2 separate regions of the Sus scrofa genome follow, and region 2 is linked to region 1. Evidence: chromatin contacts called from public Hi-C data. All regions are on one chromosome and are shown on one strand. The core of a region is the stretch at or near the end of the contact, and the rest is flanking DNA. Distances in the headings are between cores, read along the strand shown. Region 1 holds the start of C5H12orf75 (overexpressed in colon carcinoma 1 protein). Region 2 holds the start of CCNT1 (cyclin-T1).

The links. A called contact is a pair of places that touch in the nucleus more often than the background predicts.
Region 2: a contact with region 1 is called in a Hi-C map of skeletal muscle, with 2.1 times the contacts expected there. The contact joins the promoter of CCNT1 here to the promoter of C5H12orf75 in region 1. A contact is called at or near these places in 4 of 47 Hi-C or Micro-C datasets (epiblast stem cells, liver and skeletal muscle) and 1 of 2 datasets of contacts at active chromatin or transcription factors (skeletal muscle).

What each region holds. Positions count from the first base shown.
Region 1 is chr5:14,753,981-14,757,548 of Sscrofa11.1, forward strand. It overlaps C5H12orf75 (overexpressed in colon carcinoma 1 protein), which reads right to left and starts at 1,770. Exons shown (of 7, transcript XM_021091585.1): 1 at 1,642-1,770; 2 at 1,432-1,526. The coding sequence starts at 1,477.
Region 2 is chr5:14,806,510-14,810,077 of Sscrofa11.1, forward strand. It overlaps CCNT1 (cyclin-T1), which reads right to left and starts at 1,915. Exons shown (of 10, transcript XM_003481561.4): 1 at 74-1,915. The coding sequence starts at 234.

The sequences.
Region 1 (3,568 bases), core at 520-3,019:
TGTCCTTGCTCTAAGACACTAAGCTAACTAACCTCTGTGTCACTGTTACAGGAATTGAAAAGATGTGTTGCCCAGTGGCTCTCTGCCTATCACAAGGACGAGAGTTTAATTCGAGATGGTAAAGATTACCTGTAAGAGATGAACCTTTCAATGAATCATGACCTGAGTTCATTCCCTGCTCTAGGACTAGAATCCCCCAGAAAGCGCCCTCTCTTCAAATACTCCGTTTGCACAGTCACTGACGGCCAAAGAGGAATGACCAACTTGGCCAGTGACAGCAGAGTTCTATACCTGATCCCATAGGTGACCATCAAAATAAACTTTAAAATAAATGAAAAAGGCTTGAGTTTTAAGCTACATCTTCCACGAGGTCTGGGTTAAGGGAAGTGACAGGCCCAAGGTCACAAAGTCCTTGGCAGGGCATCCACACCCGCCTGGGAAATACTGCAGCATCAGAGCACTGTTCCCATTTGCCAGCTGGAATAGGAGGTGGCATCTGATTGATCTCAATTGGAGGAGATATGGAGATACAGCTCTTTATCCAAAAGACCAAAATAGGTCAGCAGATACTACTCAAAACAGATCCAAACTCTCAAATCAGTAGACACTGGCTGGGTGAAAGAGAAGGCTTGAGTTTTGTTATAAGTCATCTGATACCAAGCATGGCTGACTGGGGGAATCTGGAGGACTTCCCGTGCCAATCATCAAAATGAAGTGGTATAAAAAGAAGTTTCAATATTTTTTAAACGAAAAATACAGCAACAGATCATTGCTAATATTAAAAAGCTCTGTCACACGTATTATTCTAAAGCAGCCTCAACACTGCAGCTTCTCAGGGAAACCCTACAAGCAGCCCAACATCAAGACAGACTCAATGAATTTTTAGAGCTCTGTTTGCATTTCTCTTCAACCCCACTAGCAAGCCTCCCCACCAAAAAAAAAAAGTCCTGAAAGCTCTGCTGCACTTTTCCAGGTACAGCCTCTGGGTTCTGAGGGCTGGGGGCGAGGCCTGGGGGAGCGAGTGTGGGAGGGAGGGAGAGGACACAGGCCACGACTAGGAATCCTCTCTTCCAGGGGAGTGCCGGGTTTACCCGCTGCCGGGGAGCCCCGCCGCCAGGGCTCCCCGCACTCCCTCCCTCCTTCCCTCCCTCAGCAGGATCGCCCTGCGGGCATTCCCATCCGGGCCGTGATCGCCCCCACACGGAGGGAAATGCCAACCTTTAGGTCTTTGCAAAACCAGGCGGTCGGCTCCTGTCCCGAAAAGAGGGACGAAGCGAGGGGGCTGGATACTCTCCCTGCCCCGGGTCCCTGCACCTTTCCTTCCAGCCTCCTCTCTCCTGGCCTCTCCCGCAGGAACGGCCCGCCCTGCAGGGCTCCCCACCGCCCCACCGTCGCTGTCCCGGGGCCCCAGCCACCCGCCGCCTCTCTCACCTTGGCTCGCGCCCGCGCTGGTGGCAGTGGAGTTCCCGCAGCCCATCGCGCCTCCGGCCAGGGAAGCTGCTCTCTGGAGCTGGCAGCCGCAGATCCTGGGGGCGGAGACGGAGGCGGAGGGTGGCGCGCCTGGAGCGCGAGGCCGGCGAGGGGCGTGTGGGGCCCGGGACGCACGGGGACCGCCCCCTCCCGCCGCAGACCCGGGGATACCTGGGCAGGGCCAAACAGGGCGGGGCCGGGCGGAAACCGCTGGGCACCCCTCGCCCCTGCCCCACCTCGCCCCGCCCGCCCAGCTCTGCTCCCGGGTTCTGGACCCTACCAGACCCCACCAGACCCACCCGTCACCTCGGCAACCGCGGCGCCGGCCAATCCGCAGCCTTCTGAGATCTCCCTGGCTGAGCATTGGTCGTCGTTAAGAGGGGGCGGGAGTTTAAAGAGGGTTTGGGGGCCGAGGGGCGTGGCCGACGCAGGGTGGAGGGTGAGCCAGGGTGGCAGAGGATGCCCACCTGCCCGCCCTCCACATCCTCTCTGACTTTTCTTCTTTCCCCACTTCCCCTCCCCGCTCCAGGATGTGGGGGTGGGGGGGAGGAAGTGGCAGGGAACACCTGTTTTGAGTTCAATGGGCGCCCAATAAATGTTGTAGACGGAAGCCAACACTGAAATCCATTTCTGCTGTAACTGAAAGCCAAGGCAGCTCTGTCCCCCCATCCAAACTGGCTAGGAACCAACATAAAATCTTCCCGGGTTGGTCATACTAACCTCTTTCACTTTAAATATCTGCCGTAATTGGATGACCTGGATCCAAAGTCTGAACACTGATTTAATGACAGAACTGTGAACTTACATGGCACCTTTCAGCCTAATGGTTAGACAACTATTACTGGAGTCAGACTGTGTGAAGTAAAATCCTTGCTCTGCCGCCTTAATAGCTGTGTGATCTCAGCAAAAGTACTTAACCCACAGTGTAGTTGTTATACTTATAAAACGGCAATAACTCAGACACATGCAAGGCACCTAACATAATGCCTGACCCTAAATAAATGGCAGCTCTTCTTTTTCTTAAATCTGTCAGGAGTAAGTGTTAATTCCCTGAAGGGAAGGACTATCTGATTTGTCAAAATGTCCTCCTGGCTCATGGGACAGACTCCATAAATGCTGTGTGAGATGAATTCTAGCCAGGAATTAAATCTCCATTTTAAATTCATTTACCATTTATAGAGAGCCTGGCCTGTGCCAAGCCCTTTGTTAACATTAAGTTCCAGGAGTTCCTGTTGTGGCGCAGGGGAAATGATTCCGACTCGTATCCGTGAGGATGTGGGTTCAATCCCTGGCCTCAGTCAGTGGGTCAAGGATCCAGCATTGCCGTGAGCTGTGGTTTAGGTCACAGATGCGGCTTGCATCTGGTGTGGCTGTGGCATAGGCCGGCAGCATAACTCGATTTGACCCCTAGCCTGGGAACTTCCATTGTCACAGGTGTGGCCCTAAAAAGCAAAAACGAAAAAGAAATAAAGCTCCAGGGATTCAAACATGTGGGATACAGTCTAACCAGGCAGACAGATTATAAGCAAGTGAATCACAATAGAGCAAGGATGCTACCAGAGGGATAGAGGGAGCCCAGAGGGTGCTGGGATACTGGTTAAAAGACTTTACTAAAACTGTACAACTGTGTTTGGAGAAAACCTTGAACCAGAACCAAGGCCCTGCATGACTGAACTTGATCTTTGAGGCAATGGTGAGGATCGGGTAGTCCTATCACTCAGAATACAAAAGATACCCTAGACCCCATTTGAAAATTAGGTATACTTGGGCACATGCTGAGATGGTAATTAACTCTTGAGCAAGTATAGTGTGTTTTAGTTTCGCTTCTAGAAGCCCTGCTTTTCTACCTTGGCCTCTACCACCTTGGTTCATTGGCTACCTCCATACAAATACAGAACTGGTGATGGAAAAAAGGGGGAAACTATCAAACAGCCGAAAGAAACACTCTTGCTTTTCTTCACTGTGTGACACTGGACTCCAGCCCTAGGGCCCTCGGAAGAAAAAGAAAACCAGACCCTGGCATCCAGAAAATGGCCTAACCCTCACAGGCAGGTCTTTATGTTCTCCTGTTAAAGACAGTTTCACAGAATATCAATAC
Region 2 (3,568 bases), core at 665-3,164, 53 kb after region 1:
CAGACCCTGAGGCCTGGACGCCGGGGCAGGGCGGGACTTACACCAAGGCCGAAGGCCTAGGCCGCAAGGATACACGTTAAGACGCTGGCCCATGTCCTGGAGCAGATTGGCCGCCTGCTGGCGACAAGAAAGTTCTTCATCTGGGTCCAGGCCAAAACGACGGGATGGGCTATTTTCCAGCTGTTCTCGAGTAAAATACCACCGTTTATTGTTGTTCTTTCTCTCTCCCTCCATAGTGCTTCAACCAGAAGGCAGCGGCGGAGGCTGCAAGCACTTCCCAGCGTCACCTTCTCGGCGACACACATCCGCTGTGCGGGGGCTACTGCGACGTGACGAACTTCCGCTAGGGCGGACGGCTAGGTTGTGACACGCTTCCGTCGGGTGGGTGGGTGCTAGTTAAAGGATCCACTTCCGGAAAGCGCCTCGAGTCGGCCTGTAGCCGAGTTAACAGCCAGCAGGAGACCGGAAAAACCTTGGGCCTAGGACGCAGGCGCCAATCACGTGACCCTTGAGGCACGAGGTGGGGTTAGGAGTTCTCGTTCAAAAAAAAAAAAAAACACGTCTCCTCCCGCGAGAACTGGGTTGAGCCTTCGCGCCCTGAGCGAGGGGGCGGGGCAACGGCTTTGGCTGGGTGAGGTGCCCGCCCACGCGCCGCTCGGCGGTTCCGCGGTGAACTTCGCTCGTGGCGAAGGTGACCGCTTAAGATGGGGCACATCCGCAACTTGACAGATGAAATAAGTGAGACTGTCAAAAGCTGAAAAAAATAATCAGAGAGTAGCCCTATCGTCTATCGTACCATAAAGCAACGGGAAAGCTATTGCATTGTTGATAACAATGTAAATTACCCATTGGAGAAGCCGCTTTACAATATGTAACTAATGCCTTGAAACTCCTAAAGCTTCGACGCGGTGAGCCAATTTAAGGGAATAAGATGGAATTAGTAGTAATAATTTAGTACTAACCACAGTAGTGAATGACTCAAATATACTGTTTAGTTTAACCGGCACAGCGCCAAATATTTTAATCTATGTTTTGCGATCGGGTGAATTTAAACTGCTCCTTCCTTCTGGAAAGCTTCCACTACCACTCTGCGCATGCACAAATTTGTAAATTTCTGCCCTCTATCAAGATGTATCCGGCTCCAACGCTTGAGGGTTGTTCCTTCGTAGACAAGATACTTGTCTGTGCCCCTTGTATAAATGTAAATGGCAACTGTATATACGTTTTAGATTCTGAAAAGGATTAAATGAAGATTTGAGTTAAAAGTACCTGGAGCAGTACCTGGCACATAAAAAAATTCAGTAGATTTTATAATATTTATTATAGCATATTGAAACTGAGGGCAAGGACCATACCAGCCTTTTAAAAAAAACAACAACCCATTTTCATTTTTGTATCCATCTATCACCTCCCTAGTACAGTTCTGGCCCCAGTGGTCAATAAATGTTTGTCAAACAAATGCTCAAAACAACTAACAATAAAAAAATAAAAAATAAAAAATAAATCTCTCTGAAGCTTGGAGAGATTAAGTGGTTTGTCCTACACTACACCATTTATAAGTGTAGATTTTAAAATCAAGTCTAATTCCATTGTTCTCTCCATTCTAGCCGAGTGTACTCCTGCTTTTCGGGAACACTCACCTTGATTAAATTTGGGTAATATTAAAATCTTTTGTCTTTTATAATAAATATTTTGAGTTCTGTCATTTCTAGACAAGGCTGCTCCCACTCAATTTGATTCTAATTCATTCTCAGAAGTATTTTCTTCCATTCTAGGCCCTCCTCTGCCATACACTGCCTACAATTAGCATTTGCTCCATTTTATTCTGGAAAAATTGAGGAAAAAAATACTTGAAGTTACAATATTTTCAAAAATTATGATTTCAAACTTGTTCCGTTGCATGCTTTTTTTTTAATTGAATAAGCACTTTTTTAGTTATGTCATCTTTTATTTCATTTTTTGTCTTTTTGCCTTTTCTGGGGCTGCTCCCGCGGCAGATGGAGGTTCCCAGGCTAGGGGTCTAATCGGAGCTGTAGCTGCCAGCCTTCACCAGAGCCACAGCAACACGGGATCCGAGCCACCTCTGCAGTCTACACCACAGCTCACAGCAATGCCAGATCCTTAACCCACTGAGCAAGACCAGGGACCAAACCCAAAATCTCATGGTTCCTAGTCAGATTCGTTAACCACTGAGCCACGATGGGAACTCCTCCTATGTTGTCTTCTTAATAGCCAAAATTATTTCTCCCAGATTCCCCTCACCTATTTTTCTGACCTGTGTTTGGTTCTCCACTAAATTTCTTAGATTGATGACTCCATTTTGATGCTGTCGTGACTGTGTACCAGTCTTCTGAGAAAAAGACCTAGAAACTATCAGGCTTCACGCAATGCAACTGCTAGCCAATGGCTTGCTACCCTCCAGTACAGAAGAGGGGCACCTGTGTAAATCAGAGAAAAGAAATATTCTTTGACTTAAAATGATTTGAAAGTAGGTAGCAGGGATAACATAATTGCCAAACATGAATTTTTGACCATGCCTTGTTTCAAATCCCCACTATTCTTTTTTTTTAAACTATCTTAACCATTTTCGCGTGTACAGTTCAGTACAGTTCAGTAGTGTCAACTATATTCACAGTGTTATGCAACAGGTATCTACAGCTTTTTATTTTTTTTGCAAAACTGAAACTCTATACCCATTGAACAACTCCCCATTTCCCCCAGCCTGACACCTCCCATTCTCCCATTCTACTTTTTATTTCTTGGAGTTTGACTACTTTATAGACATTTAATATATGCGGAATCATACAGTATTTGTCTTTCTGTGACTGTATTATTTCTCTTAGTGTAATGTCCTAAAAATTCCCAGTTATTCTTTTAACTAATTGTGTGATTCTCTGCGCCCGCACGTGCGTGCGAGCGTTTTGGCGGCACCTGAGGCATATGGAAGTTCCCAGGCCAAGCTGCTTCAGTGACAAGGCCAGATCCTTAACCCCCTGCGCCACAAGAGAACTACTAGCTGTGTGATGGTAAATGTCATCCTGAACAGAACACTATATGGCACCTGGTAGGTCTTCAATACAAAATAATGTGAAAATAATGATAGCCTTCAAATACACTGCCCTTAAAGAACACAGGAATTTTCCTCTCTTTTTTTTTTTTTTTTTTTTTTTTTTTGGTCTTTTGTCTTTTTGTTGTTATTTCTTGGGCCGCTCCTGCGGCATATGGAGGTTCCCAGGCTAGGGGTCGAATCGAAGCTGTAGCCACCGGCCTACGCCAGAGCCACAGCAACGCAGGATCCAAGCCGCGTCTGCAACCTACACCACAGCTCACGGCAACGCCGGATCCTTAACCCACCGAGCAAGGGCAGGGACCGAACCCGCAACCTCATGGTTCCTAGTCGGATTCGTTAACCACTGAGCCACGACGGGAACTCCTCCTCTCTTTTTTTTAAATTTATATTGAAGTGGGAGATTTAACTCAGAGACATAACCCCCCTTGTCTGCAAAAGCAGCTGCCTGCATTTTCAGCTCTGCTGGCCTCTTAGAATCCTTCTTGTAATTATGTAGCA